2 separate regions of the Triticum aestivum genome follow, and region 1 is linked to region 2. Evidence: chromatin contacts called from public Hi-C data. All regions are on one chromosome and are shown on one strand. The core of a region is the stretch at or near the end of the contact, and the rest is flanking DNA. Distances in the headings are between cores, read along the strand shown.

Region 1 (6,665 bases), core at 4,147-6,646, 550 kb before region 2:
GTTGTTAGTCTAGAACCAAAACCAAGGCAGCAACAACAACAACAATCCACCACCACCCCCTGTTGACAACCTAGCCCGTTTTCTGAGGTTGAATCCGCCGGCGTTCTCTAGCAGCACCGAGCCAATAGTTGTAGATGATTAGCTCCGCAAGATTGGAAGAGAGCTGACCATTGTTGGATGCACAGATGTGGAGAGAGTGCGCTTTGCCGCACATCAGCTGGATGGACCCGCAACATCTTGGTGGGAGAATTTCACCGCCACTTACCCCATTGCTATAGTTACATGGGATCAGTTTTAGCATCCCTTCCGCGCTGCACATGTTTAAGCTGGAGCCGTGAGTTTGAAGAAGCGTGAGTTTCGCAACTTGTGCCAAGGGAGTCGCACAGTGGGACAGTATGTGGATGAGTTCAGCAAGTTAGGACGCTATGCCCCGGATGATGTGGCCACAGATGCCGCGAAGCAGGAGAAGTTTCTTGAGGGACTCAATGATGAGCTAAGCATGCAGTTGATGGTAGCAACCTTCAACAACTACTAGGAGTTCGTAGACAGGGCCCTCATGATAGCAGGCAAGCAATAGCAGATTGACAACCGCAAGAGGAAGTACGGACAGAGGAGATACACCTCTGGAGCTCAGCAGAAGCCTCGCTATGCCCCATACTCGGGAGGACACACTCACAACCATGAAGGACATTCACACCCTGGAGGAAGTTCACACAATCACAGTGGACCTAAGAATGGCAATGGGAATGGAGGAAGCAACAGTCAGAACCGTTCCAACCCCGCAACACCAGCCAAGAGGGATCTGATCACATTACTTGTTTCAAGTGCGGGAAGACCAAACACTATGCCACTGAATGTCCTAAAGCAAATAATGGAAATGGCAATGGAAGTTCTGCAAAGAAGCCTAACCCCTTCACCAAAGGTCAGGTGAACCACGTCAGTGTGGAGGAGATTGAGGAGCAGCCCGACGCAGTTGTCGGTAAGTTTTTGATTAATGCATTTAACTCAGTTGTTCTTTTCGATATTGGTGCATCGCATTCATTCATATCAAAGGGATTTGTGGACAAGTTTAAGTTGCCAACCGTAGCCCTTAAGTCACCTATGTTGGTAAGTTCCCCAGGAGCAGAGTATATGGCTAATAGGGGATGTTATCAGTTGCCGATAACCATAGGTAGACATGTTTTCCCCACCGACCTTATTGTCCTGGAGTCACAAGGATTGAATGTGATACTAGGCATGGATTGGCTATCCAAGTTTGAAGGGAACATTGATTGCACCAGTAAATCAATTATACTCACCACCCCAGAAGGAAAGAGGATCAAGTACGTGTCTAGGCATGCACCAAGGATGACACAGGTGAATTCACTATCTGGAGTTGTTCAGGAGGAAGTACCAATGGTGAAGAACTATCCCGATGTATTTCCGGAGGAGTTGCGAGGCATGCCACGAGATCGAGATATTGAGTTTTTGATTAAGTTATTGCCAGGCACTGGACCAATATCCAAGAGACCGTATCGGATGGCCGCAAATGATCTCATCCCGTTGCATATTAACAGATTAAGGAGTTACTAGAGAAAGGTTATATTCGACCGATCTCATCGCCTTGGGCAGCCCCAGTGCTTCCAGTTGAGAAGAAGGATTGACCTTTAAGGAAACTACATAAATCGTCATGGATGAGCAAGGCGAGATTAGGCCCCAAAACGGTAGCCCACTTATGACAGGCCGAAAGGGATTGTCACGGAAACCGTCACGAATTGGGGAGCTGTGTCTAGCCTTTCTTTTTATATATACAATGTCCGAACCATCATGGATGACTTTTGCTGATGTGTCTTGTATTCCCCTTGTATGGCCCATATGTCAGTCTGATGCAGTAATAAAAAATAAAAATAAAACGAATGCAGTAATAAAAAATAATTTTAAAAAGAAAAAAAGAGCCTTAATCTCGCCCACAAGTTATGTGTATATACTTACGGTAAAATGGTTCGATTCGGAGTGACATATGGACCATACAAGGGGAACACAAGAAACATCACGAGGATTTTAAAAATAATTTTTAAAAGGAAAAAGAACCTCCCGAATCTAGTAATATTACTTTAAGTATATACACATAATTTTGCCTCCAAAAAATCACATAACTGCCTGCTTATGACTGGACTGACACTGTGACTCATATGGGAGTTATTTACAGATAATCATGCATATTAACACAACTCCCTATAACCCAACCTGTTGGCACGTCAGTGCACAGTATAAGTGTAGGTCCCACATGTCAGTATATGATAGAGAGAAAATAATTTCAAAAATTTGGGTGTAGGAAGAGATTCGAGTCTAAGACGTACTACCTCCGTAGGAATAGAGGAAGTACATGTAATGTTAGAGCCGGAATTTCCTATTTGCCGCTCGTTCCGTCAAACTGCCGGCGCTTCGCACCCGCGAGCGACCGAGCAACGACGCAACGGGCCGGCCCGTTCCAGCGCTCCCGGTTTCCGGTTTTGGGAACCTTCTAGAGGTTTCCAGCTGGTTTTTTCCGGTTTTGGAAACCTTCTAGAAGGTTCCTGAATCGGTTTTTTATTTTCCTTTCTTTCTCTATTTCTGTATCATTTTTACTTTCTTATTTTATTTTTGTTTTTCAAGTTTATGTTTTCTTTTTCAAAAAAATGTTCGCCTTTCTAGGAAAATGTTTGCACTTTTACAAAAATGTTCAGAACTTGAAAACAATTCGTGTTTTCAAATTTTGTTCACAAATTCAAAAACTGTATGCATTTTTCAAAAATTGTTCGGAATATTCAAAAAAAATATGTGTTAACAAAATTGTTAAGAATATTTTTGTTCAACCTTTTGCCAACTTTTAAAAAAATGTTCGGGATTTCAAAAAATGTTTCGGTTTCAAAAATTGTTCGCAATTTTAAAAAAAGTTCGGTATATTCAATACTTTGTTCGGTCCCAAAAAAGATGTTCGAATTTTTTTGTTCAGGTTTCGAAAAACATTTCATTCTTTTCAAAAAATGTACAAAATTTTGTTTGTGTTTCCAAAATTTGTTCGGAGTTTCAAATTTTGTTCGTGATTTTCAAAAAATGTTCACATTTCCAAGTTTGTTCATTTTTTCAAAAAATTGTGGGACTTCACATTTGTTCCCATTTTTCAAAAGTTGTTTGTATTTTTTTATAATTTGTTTGTGTTTTCAAAAAATTGTTCGCAGATTCAATAAATGGTCATCTTTTCAACTTTTTGTTTAGAAATTTCAAAAAATGTTCCTGTTCTTAAAATTGTCCATGTATTCAAAAATTTTGTTTGGAGTTTCAAAATATGTTTGCGTTGTTTAACAAATGTTCAAACTTTGAAACATTACTTACCTTAAAATTTGTTCTCAAGATTCAAAAAATGTCCATGGTTGAAAAAAAAGTTGGCGCTTCCAAATTTGTTTTCAAGATTCAAAATTGTTCGTGCTTTGAAAAATTTGTTCAAAAATTCCAAAAATGTTCATGTCTTCGAAAAATGTTTTGGAAAATTCGAAATGTTTGGGTTTTCAATTCTATTCTGTTTTTCAAAAAAGGGTTCGCAAATTTGAAAAATGTTCTCGTATTCAATTAATTTGTCCATTAAAAAATGAAATTACGAAAATGTTCTAATTTTAAAATTATTGTTCACAAATTTTGAAGTAGTCGCATTTAAACAAAATGTTCGCAATTTCAGTTTTCTTCCTTTTTTATTCCAAAAAAATGTTTACGCTTTCACACAATGTTCTAATTTTTAAAATTTTGTTCACAAATTATAAAATGGTTGTGTTTCAGAAAATATTTACTTTTGCCAAAAGAATTCACGTTTGAATTTTTTTAAGTATAGCCTTTGTCGCGGTTTATAGTTCATATTTGTTGGGCTACCTTTTTTGGACGAAATCTTAGAAACTATAGTGGCTACCTACTTGTGTTGACAGGTGCCTCGCTCACACCTTGGTTCATCGTAATTTTGCGTATTCAGATTTTATGTTTTCTCGCTACTGTTAATTTCTTTAGGTTCGCGCTGCGAATTTACCATAAGAAGTAGCTAGTTGGGGCGGCTAGCTCATCGCGCTTAGCAATAGGAAGTCTCGGGTTCGATTCCAGTAGCCCTTTTCCTTTTTTGCAATTTTTAACCTACGAATGTGGCGCACCCGCAATATGGGCCGGCCCAGCCAAGCTGCTTGTGTGCGAAAAGCCGACTGCTTGCCACAGCGAGCGTCCGATTTTTAAATTCAAAATAAATTTCTTTTAACTGAGAACAATTTTGAAAAGGAGAACATTTTTTATATACATGACCAAACAGTTGAAACGGAAACTTTTTTCTAGTGCTTCGTACATTTTTTGAAAGTGCGAACATTTTTTATATAGGTGAACGTTTTTCAGCTGCGTAAACTGAACATGATTTCAAAAACTAAGAACATTTTTTGTAAAACAAGAACATTTTTTCATACATGAACAAAAATTTGAAAATAAGAACAATTTTTGAAATTTGTGAACAATTTTTTTGGAATTGGTGAACAAAGTTTGAAAACGGGGACAACTTTTTAAATTCAGAAAAAATTTCTTTTAACTGAGAACAATTTTGAAAAGGAGAACATTTTTTATATACATGACCAAACAGTTGAAACGGAAACTTTTTTCTAGTGCTTCGAACATTTTTTGAAAGTGCAAACATTTTTTATATAGGTGAACATTTTTCAGCTGCATAAACTGAACATGATTTAAAAAATAAGAACATTTTTTGAAAATTTTGAAAAAGAAGAACATTTTTTAAAGCATGAACAAAATTTTGAAAAATAAGAACACTTTTTTAAATTTGTGAACAATTTTTGAAAGCAGGCACTTTTTTAAATCAACGCACTTAATTTTCAAATTTGTCAAAAAATGAATAAAAATTATTTGAACAATTTTTGAAAAAACAGGAACATTTTCTGAAAATTCAGAACAAAAATTTGAAAGCAGGAACATTTTTTAAATTTATGAACAAATTTTGTGAAATGGGAACATTTTTTGAATTTTTGAACAAAATCTGGAAAACAGGAAAAAAACTGAAATTCGGATTTTTTTTGAAAATAAACTTGAAAAGAAAAAAATGAAAAGGAAAAAGAAACAGAAAAAAGGAAACTGAAGAAAAGAAAAAAGTAAAAGAAGAGAAATAGAAAAACGAAAAACGAAAAAGAAACTGAAAAAGAAAAAGCCGGTTCAGGAACCTTCTAGAAGGTTCCCAAAACCGGAAAAAAACCGGCTGAAAACATCATAGAAGGTTCCAAAACCGGGGTCTGCTGTAACGCTAAACGGGCCGGCCCACTCGGTCGCTTCCTCGCACCTGCCCTGTGCGAAGCGCCGACTGCTTGCCGCAGTGAGCGTCCAATAGGAGTTCCCGTTAGAGCCCTGCAAGCTAACAAACCAACTAGCGGTAATGCAGTACCTTTTTTTAAGACTACACATATCGCTCGCTTTCACGAGCATGTGGGCTGGCCCAGTACTGCACGTTACTTTTTTTCATACATATTGTATCTTCTAAGGATTTTCTTTATGCATATTCTACTTGGTTTTTTATTTTAGTTTATTTTATTTTATCTAGTTCATGTTTATTTTTAAATTTATTTTTTAACAAATAAAATTGTTGTGTATTTTAAATTTTATTCAATCTCATTATATTTTAGCTTGAAGAGGTAAACATGATTATTTTTAAATGTGTGTGGATTTTAAAAAAGGAAATGTAAAATATATATTCATTCCATACTACAAGCACACACAATTATTGTGTATCATGATCGTATTTCTAAACTACAAACTACTAAAAAATGACAACATGTTCAGCGTATTTTTATAAAATGGTTATATTTTTGCCCAATTATATGACCAACTACTGGTTTTCATATATTTAGTTTTCAAATTCGTTTTTACTTTTCCTTTTGGCTTTTCCAATTGAAAATAAATGTAAGAAAAGTCCAAAATAATTACCAATACACAATTATTGTGTATTTGAATCTTTATTACATTTCATTATATAGTTAACTTGAAGAGGTAAACAAAATTGTTTTAAAAACTTATGTGATTTTTTAAAGTACGTCCTTCACTCATGACCACAAGCACCCACAATTATTGCGTATATTCATTGTATTCTTGAAAAACATACAATTACTAAAAGCAGTGACAGCATGCATTTTTTTTAACTATAATACATTGTAGAAATGTATTAAAATTATTTGAGCATTTTCTACTTGTTGAACATTTTTTAAAATACACGTTGTCAATTATTTCAAAGCATGATTGTTTTTCAAAAATACATCCACAATTTTTAATACAAGCGATTTTTCAAAAAACATTTTGAATGCTTTTTTCAAATGCACAAACACTTTTTTTTGGTTGTCTTAGTTAAATGTTGTGGTCCGACTCATGCTAAACTAATAAAAAGGCTACCACCCAAGACTCGGGCCCTCGACCTCACGTGTCCCAAACTAGTTGCTTACCATTTCGATCATCTCCAGAAAAGAATTTAGGTTCCAAGAGATAACAGGTGAGGTTTGGAGGCGAATCGACCACTGCTTCATCAGTTGGCCTTGATTTTTTTTTTCTACACTCAACATACACCATTGCACGATCCATGTGAAAGATGAGCATTTTTTGGGGGTCTGTGTGCTATATGTAAGTCATTTAGT
Region 2 (7,035 bases), core at 2,405-4,904:
AAATGGATCTATGAAAAACTGGAAAAATTCCCAGGTTGCTCCAGGTTGCGACAAACGTTTTGAACAAAGCGCGAGAGCCACTTGTCGCAACCTGAGGATTTGGAGTGATTTTTGCAACGAGTACTCCTCAACTAGTGATTTCAGTAAGTGTCTCTTCCGTTTCGCATGAAGCTTTTGGCCCGTACCTTTAGCTATTGGGCCGCCCGTTTTTGTCTATTTTTTTCTGCGCTGGGTTCGATCAATCAGTCAGTTCGCAAGTTCGCCAGCATCGCCCTTTTTTTTGTTTATTTTTTCTATTTCATTTCCCCCTTTTTTCTTTGTTTCTTCACGGTTTTTTTGGTTTTTCTACTTTCTGCATTTTCACTGGTTTTCTTCGTTTCTTTTTTGGTTTTCACTGATTTTTTATTTGTTTCTTTCTTGGTTTTCATTGCCTTTTTTCTTTTGTGACTTTCATTTTTGGCTATTTTATATTTTTATTTGTTTTCAGAGGTTTTCTTTGTTTCTTTATCGGTGTTTCTCTGTTTCCGTTCTTTTGAATTTGTTTCTTCGGGGTTTTCATCTTCTCTGAATTTGTCATTTTTCATCTGGTTCAAGAACACATGTTAACTTTTTTTTGTACACATTCAACATTTTCTGTATACATCTGAAACATTTTTTATATACAGTGTTAACATTTTTTAGTTACATTATTAGCATTTTTCAGGAATTATATTTTTTGATGTCTACTTTTTCCCATACACATTGCACAATTTGTGTATGTATGCAATACATGTTTAACATTATTCATATAAAGGATTAATATTTTTTTAAATACGTGGTCAACATTGTTGCTACACACATTTAACAGTTTTTTAAATGATTTACTAACATTTTTCTAAAACATGATCAATATTTATGCACATTACTTTTTTTCAAATGGTTAACTAAGATTTTCAAAATACAAGATTAATATTTTCATAATATATGGAAAATATTTCTTCTATACACTTTTAACATTTTCAACAAATCCCCTATGTCTCGCATTCAACAAGATAGAGGGAACCCTAGCTGAAGGTTTGGTGCCATGAGTTGGGCAAGCCCAGACCTGCATGAAACAAAACCTCGTTTTCTGTTTTTTTTCAGGTTTTTTGATTTTGTTTTTGATTTATTTTAGCTTTGCATATACTTCCAATTATTTTAAATATACGTATTTAAAAAATAACTCTATGTTAAAATTTTGAAAAATGTTGACCACGTATATGAGAAATGTTTAAAAAAATTAATCAAGCATTTCAAAAAATGTTGAACAAGTGTTTGAAAAATGTTTAACAAATATTTGGACGAAGTTAAATGTGTAAAGAAAAAGTGTTGACAATGTATTAAACATTGATGATTTTTTTTATCATCAATATTTTTTTTAATCAAGCATTTAACAGATGTGGAAAAAGTATTTGAAATTTGTAAAATGTTTATAGGAAAAATATTGACTATATACTTAAAAAATGGCGAATTTTTTACCATGTATATAAAATTGTTAAACAAGTATTTAAAAATGTTAGTCAAGCATTTGATAAATGTTAAATGTGTTAGTAAAAATGTTGACCAACTGTTATATGTTGACCAAATGTGTTAGTAAAAATGTTAGTATTGCCTTGAGAAAATGTTAATCAAGCATTTGAAAAATATTATATGTGCATAGAAAAAATTGTAACCTTGTATTAGAAAATGTTAATCTTGTATTTGAAACATGTGAATCAAGCATTTGAAAAAATTTAGAAGGGTGTATAGAAATAATGTTGACCTTGTATTAAAAAAATGTTAATCTCGTATCGAAAAATGTGAATCAATCAATTAAAAATGTTTAAAATATGTACAGAAAAAACCAAATATTGACCACGTATTAAAAAAATTAAATTTTTATTGGAAAAAATTTAAGCATGTATTGGGAAAATATTGTTGACATATAAATAAAAAGTAGAGTAAAACCAAAAGAAACAAAGAAAAAAAATGAAAACTAAAAAGAAACAAACTGAATAAAATAAAAAGAATATGAAAAAACCAGAAGAAACAAATGCAAAATAATTTAGTAAACAAAAAACGATGAAAACCAGAAATAAATAAATAAAAATTGAAGAAAGAATGAAAATAAAAAACCAATGAAAACCAAGAAAAAACGAAAAAATAACAAACCGGTGAAAATAGGCAAAGAAAGGAAGAAAACCGTTGGAAAAGCAAAGAAAACAGAAGAACAAAAAAGCAGTTAAAAAACACAGTAAAGAGAAAGAAAAAGGAAAAAGAAATGAAAAAAACGGGAATAAACCACCACACCGAGCTTGGCAAACGAACTTGCGAAGGAAAAAAAGCAGATAGAACTGGGTCGGTGTAGTCACTACAACGCGGGGCAAAAAGCTTCAGTGAGACGAAAGGGTCACTCGCTTAATGCGAGGTACAGTGCTCGCAGGGTGTGCTGTGTCTCCTCCCAACGCGCAGCAAGCGGTATAGAAGGTCCTGAGACGAGCCTCATCTTGGGCAGCGCATTTTTTTAGGGACTGGGCAGCGCGTGGGATGCCATAGCCGCATCCGGCTTGCCTGCTCCCTTTCCATATTTCCATCCGTGCTCCCACTTCATCCTACGGCTGTCATTTTTTCCTTCTCCTTTCTAATCTAATCATCTCCCCCCTGATTTTAAGAGGGTGGGGCCGGGCCTTATTTTGTTCCAATCAAATCAAGTCATGTACGCGGGAGCACGGATGGGAGCACGCGCAGGGAGCAGGCAAGTCTCGTCCGCCATAGCCGGCCACATCACCCTCGTTTCCACCTTAGTGTTACCTCTTCTCCTAGGATCGACTTATACAAATCATGTTTTCAGCCGACAGATGATAAGCAAATGAAAACCACTCGTTTTCAACTGACTGTTATTTTCTCTTGCGTAAGCCGCATCCCATGCTCGCCACATGTCCAGGTAGGGCCCGCACACCGTATCTCCTTTCTAATCTTTGTCCTGACCGAAGCTCCCAGCCACACTCGTTCTTTTCTCCTATCCGTGCGTTGACCCCAACCTTCACCTGAAACCTCTTCTGGATCTAACGTCACCATATGGACTTTCTGCGATGGCCAACGACGATGCTGCGATGAGCAATAACGACACTGCATCCCTCTACCGCAACAATTTGTGACCACCACTGCTGCAAGGCTTCCGCAATGCGCCCCTTCCCAGTATGCACAGCTGCGTTGCAGCAGTCAGCGTGCTGCATGCGGGGGCGTCTGTACTATGAGCTGGATTCATGGAGGCACCCCATGCTATGAAGTGGGCCGGGTGTTGTAGGCGCCATCCCACTCCTAGCCCAATGCTTCGAGGGACGCCACCATTGTGCAACTAGCCCTTGCTGTGAGGGCCACCTGCACGAGCCGGTGTTTGGGAGGTGGCGCCATGCTGTGAACCGGATGTTGAGGAGGCGCTGTTGTGCTGCGAGGGGGTGCCGCCACCGATTTTTTTCTGCCGTGTTGCTAGCCGATGCTACGAATATATGGTCGGAGCTGCGAAGGGAGGTTGTTGTGCTTCTAGTGGGAAGCCGCTTCGATGTTTTACGGGGCGCACAGGGTGGGGGAGGGGGGCTACCAGCGTCAGCAAAGGAAAAACCTGGGTGGGAAAGGGCGGGATGCGTTGACCAATCCAACGGCTACGGGGATTGGATCCAACGGCATGGGAGACAGCTGATTATTCCTCCTCAACAGCTGGTTGGCGCCTAGCGCCCCCCATTAGCAAATGTGGTTTCTTTTTCTTATTTGTCGGGATATCATGCCCATCATTTCCCCTTTTCTCTTTCCTTTTTGCCGGGAGACCATACCCATCATTTTCCATTTCTTCCTCGCATCATAGTTATATAAGCGACCGGGTACATACGTGACATTTTACACATGGACACTGGTTACAGCGTGACGGCTCTATGGTGTGAGATGCGCGTCGGCGTCACACGTCCATCTTTTGCGCCGTCACCATGGCGCGGCGCTGCATCGCTGATCGTGTGGCGCGAACTGCGGCGCCGGTGGCGCTGCAGTAAGACCGCACCCCGCTCACGTCCCGTAGTTGCGATATCATCACCCTTGCTGGTCGATCACGTACAGTACACACGTTACGTGAATCTGCATGCTTTACCTGTGAGGTCGTTCGGACAAGACGTACGACGACGATGAGCAATTAGCTGCTGCCGGCCGCCGTGTGATCTTGCAGGTTCTACCTGATGGCGACGAGTATGCGGCCCCGGCGGCGACAGCAGCAGCGGCGTACCGTGGTGAGGACAGGCGTACACCGTCGGGAAAACCGGGTACCGAGGGGGCATCATCGCCGGAGCCTGCAAGCCCGCCAGTTGCATGCAGGACGGCGCAAAGATTGGCGTCGTCGTCGGGCTGGCCGACATCACCTGAACGCATGCCAAGTGAAACTAGTTCTCTGCCTACTTTTTGGACGTACAGCACATAGGCTTTCAAACGCGGTCAAGAAAAAGGAAGAAACGCGAAAAGATATGGGTATAGATATATACCTGCACTTGGTGCTGGAGTGATTTCATGTACTTGATGACCTCCTCCAGCGTCGAGACCTTGTCAGTCTGATGAAAAAAAGTCGCATATAGGTCATATGTACATACCCATCAAAACTACTCCATGCATACGCACTTCATCTTAATTTTGTTTGGGTCTAATTTTTTTTTGAGCGTACTGTTTGGGTCAAAATTAGTGTAAGAAATTTTAATCATGGCATTCTAGTATAAATGGATAGAAATACAAATTAGGAAATGATTTTCGAAAGTACTACTAGTGTTATTACCTTACTGCACCTGGGAATCAGTTGCTGTAAAGTCCTCATCTTGTCGTTGATCTTGTCCCGCCGCCTCTGCGTGCATGCATGCAAACTAAGCCAACCATATCTATACATCCGGCGAACGTATACGAACTCCTGATATGTGCATTTCTTACCTGCTCTGCAGCTTTTCCCGAACAAGACCGTCTCCGGCCGCTGCTCAACTGCCCACGTCTGCCCTCGGCTGCTCCACCCGCTGCCACGCTGGCGGTTGGCGTGCCCACGGTGGCGGTGCCGCCGCAGCTTCTGGGCGCAGTGTTGCCTCCCTCGGTCGTTGTCGCGGTCGCAGCGCCCCGCGGCTTATGGTCATCAGGAGCCTCCTGCTCGTAGATCTGGCAGAGCCATGACGCCATCTCGGCGTCGCTCACGACCACTTCCCCAGATGGGTTGCCTGCGGTATAGTACGTTGGCAGAGGAGACGACGGCGGAAAGTTTTCGTGGGCGACGGAGCTTCCCGCGCCACCGCCGTCGTCCACTTGAAGCAGCAGCAGCTCGAGTAGCTCGGGGCTGCAAAGTTCCGTCATGATCACACTCGCTCCCCTGAACAATGAACAAAACCAGATGTACGGCACTCACGTGAAGTTGTAGTCGTCGAGCGCGCGCAGGTCGTCGTCAACCCCAGGGAATCCCTGGCACTCCGGCACCTCGTAGTCCATCAGCTCCCTGTCGGTGGCCTTGCTAGCTGACCTAGAGGTTGACTTGGAGAACGATGAGACAGAGAGGGGCGCCGGGCGGAAGGTATATATAGAGCGCGCGACGTCCTAGACTCCTTGCAGATCCGCCAGCTAGGCTGGTATAGTAGGGTAGGGTGCACTTGGTGAAGCCAGTACAAATTTGAGCGTTTAGTGGCGTGCGGCGTCGACGGGCTACAGCTGCATTTCTGTGTGCACGGCAAGGCGGTTTGCTGCTCGTCGGCGGCATCGGTATTACATCAACGCAGCCGTTGTGGCGGATGCATGCATGCATATGCACCTTCTGTCGGACGTTGGCCGGCGGGCGCATCCGAAGCGGTGGTCTGATTCGCCACCATTCTGTTTTGTCGACGCGCGAGAGCATTCTTGTGGAGGAGACGACGACGCGTACGGACTACGGAGCAGCTGGTGGGACGTGGGAAGCAAGAAAGAAATTTTTGGAACTGACAAGGGACGCTATAGCCTTGTGTTTGCCTAGGGAGGGATCATGGTTGTGCTGCCGATCGACGTGGACGAACGGATGCCCGTACTCTACCTAGGAATTAGCACTGCGCAGAATCCCAAAGAAATTGCAGTCCAGTTCTTTGTGTGTTGAGATGATTGTATGAGCTGTCTATTGAAATGTGTATAATAATAATATCCTAGAATAAAACTGTATGATCATGGTTGTGCTGCCGACGCGGACGTGGACGAATGGATGATGCGTCATACGTATACATGACCTAGAGTAACTCTACCAGAGTCTCTTCCGAGTGGCATAATAACCACCCATATATCGATTTTGGCCCAGACCATATATGGCCCATAATAACCACCTGATATCTATGGTCACCCACGTGCACTACTGGAATCAGCTTCTTTGCCGTCCGCCATGGCAGACGGCAAAGGCATAGATCCCGGACAACAAACTTCTTTGCCGTCCGCCAGCAGACGTCAAACTGTCTGTCTGAACAGGTGCCAGCAAAGGCCTTTTTTGTCGTCCGCTTCCTAGAAACGGACGGCAAATGATTGTGCCGTCCGCCATCTGAGACCAGCAGATGGCAAAGACAACAGACGACAGTGGGGTGGCGTCAAAGCCGTTAGGGGTTAACGGCGCTCTTTGCCGTCAGCCAGCGGACGGCACTGAGTCGAAGCTCTTTGCCGTCTGCTGACGGAAGACAAAGAGCTCAGTTAGGCCATCACTGGGAAGCTATCACGTGGCCAGCTATGCCGTCTGCCAGCAGACGACAAAGATCCAAAGGTCTTTGCCGTCCGCTGGCAGACGGTATAGCTGACCAAATAGGCAGCCAGTGTTTCCAGTGTCTACAGGTAGCTGCCACGTGTCCTCTTTGCCGTCTGCTAGCGGACCGCAAAGAGGCTATGCTAGCAGACGGCAAAGAGGCTATATATCCCCTGTTTTTAGTTATATCCATTTAATTTCATTGGAATTCACACACAGATATACATATTTTTTTCACAGGCACACAAGACATATGATGTATCTTCATGTATCCAACACACAACTCC

Evidence for each region. Hi-C and Micro-C count contacts between places; a contact is called where the count stands out from the background.
Region 1: a Hi-C map of leaf shows a contact between it and region 2, with 4 times the contacts expected there. The contact joins two enhancer-like sites. A contact is called at or near these places in 3 of 5 Hi-C or Micro-C datasets (all in leaf).

The regions. Positions count from the first base shown.
Region 1 is chr4B:607,267,707-607,274,371 of IWGSC CS RefSeq v2.1, reverse strand. No RefSeq gene overlaps it. Among protein-coding and RNA genes, the nearest start is that of LOC123089378, 240 kb to the left of the region's middle. Within about 2 kb of position 5,396, at least 4 of the 8 cell types and tissues checked have an H3K27ac peak or open chromatin away from gene starts, as enhancers often do. A contact at or near this core is called in leaf, where this site is marked.
Region 2 is chr4B:606,718,825-606,725,859 of IWGSC CS RefSeq v2.1, reverse strand. No RefSeq gene overlaps it. Among protein-coding and RNA genes, the nearest start is that of LOC123093534, 390 kb to the right of the region's middle. Within about 2 kb of position 3,654, at least 1 of the 8 cell types and tissues checked has an H3K27ac peak or open chromatin away from gene starts, as enhancers often do. A contact at or near this core is called in leaf, where this site is marked.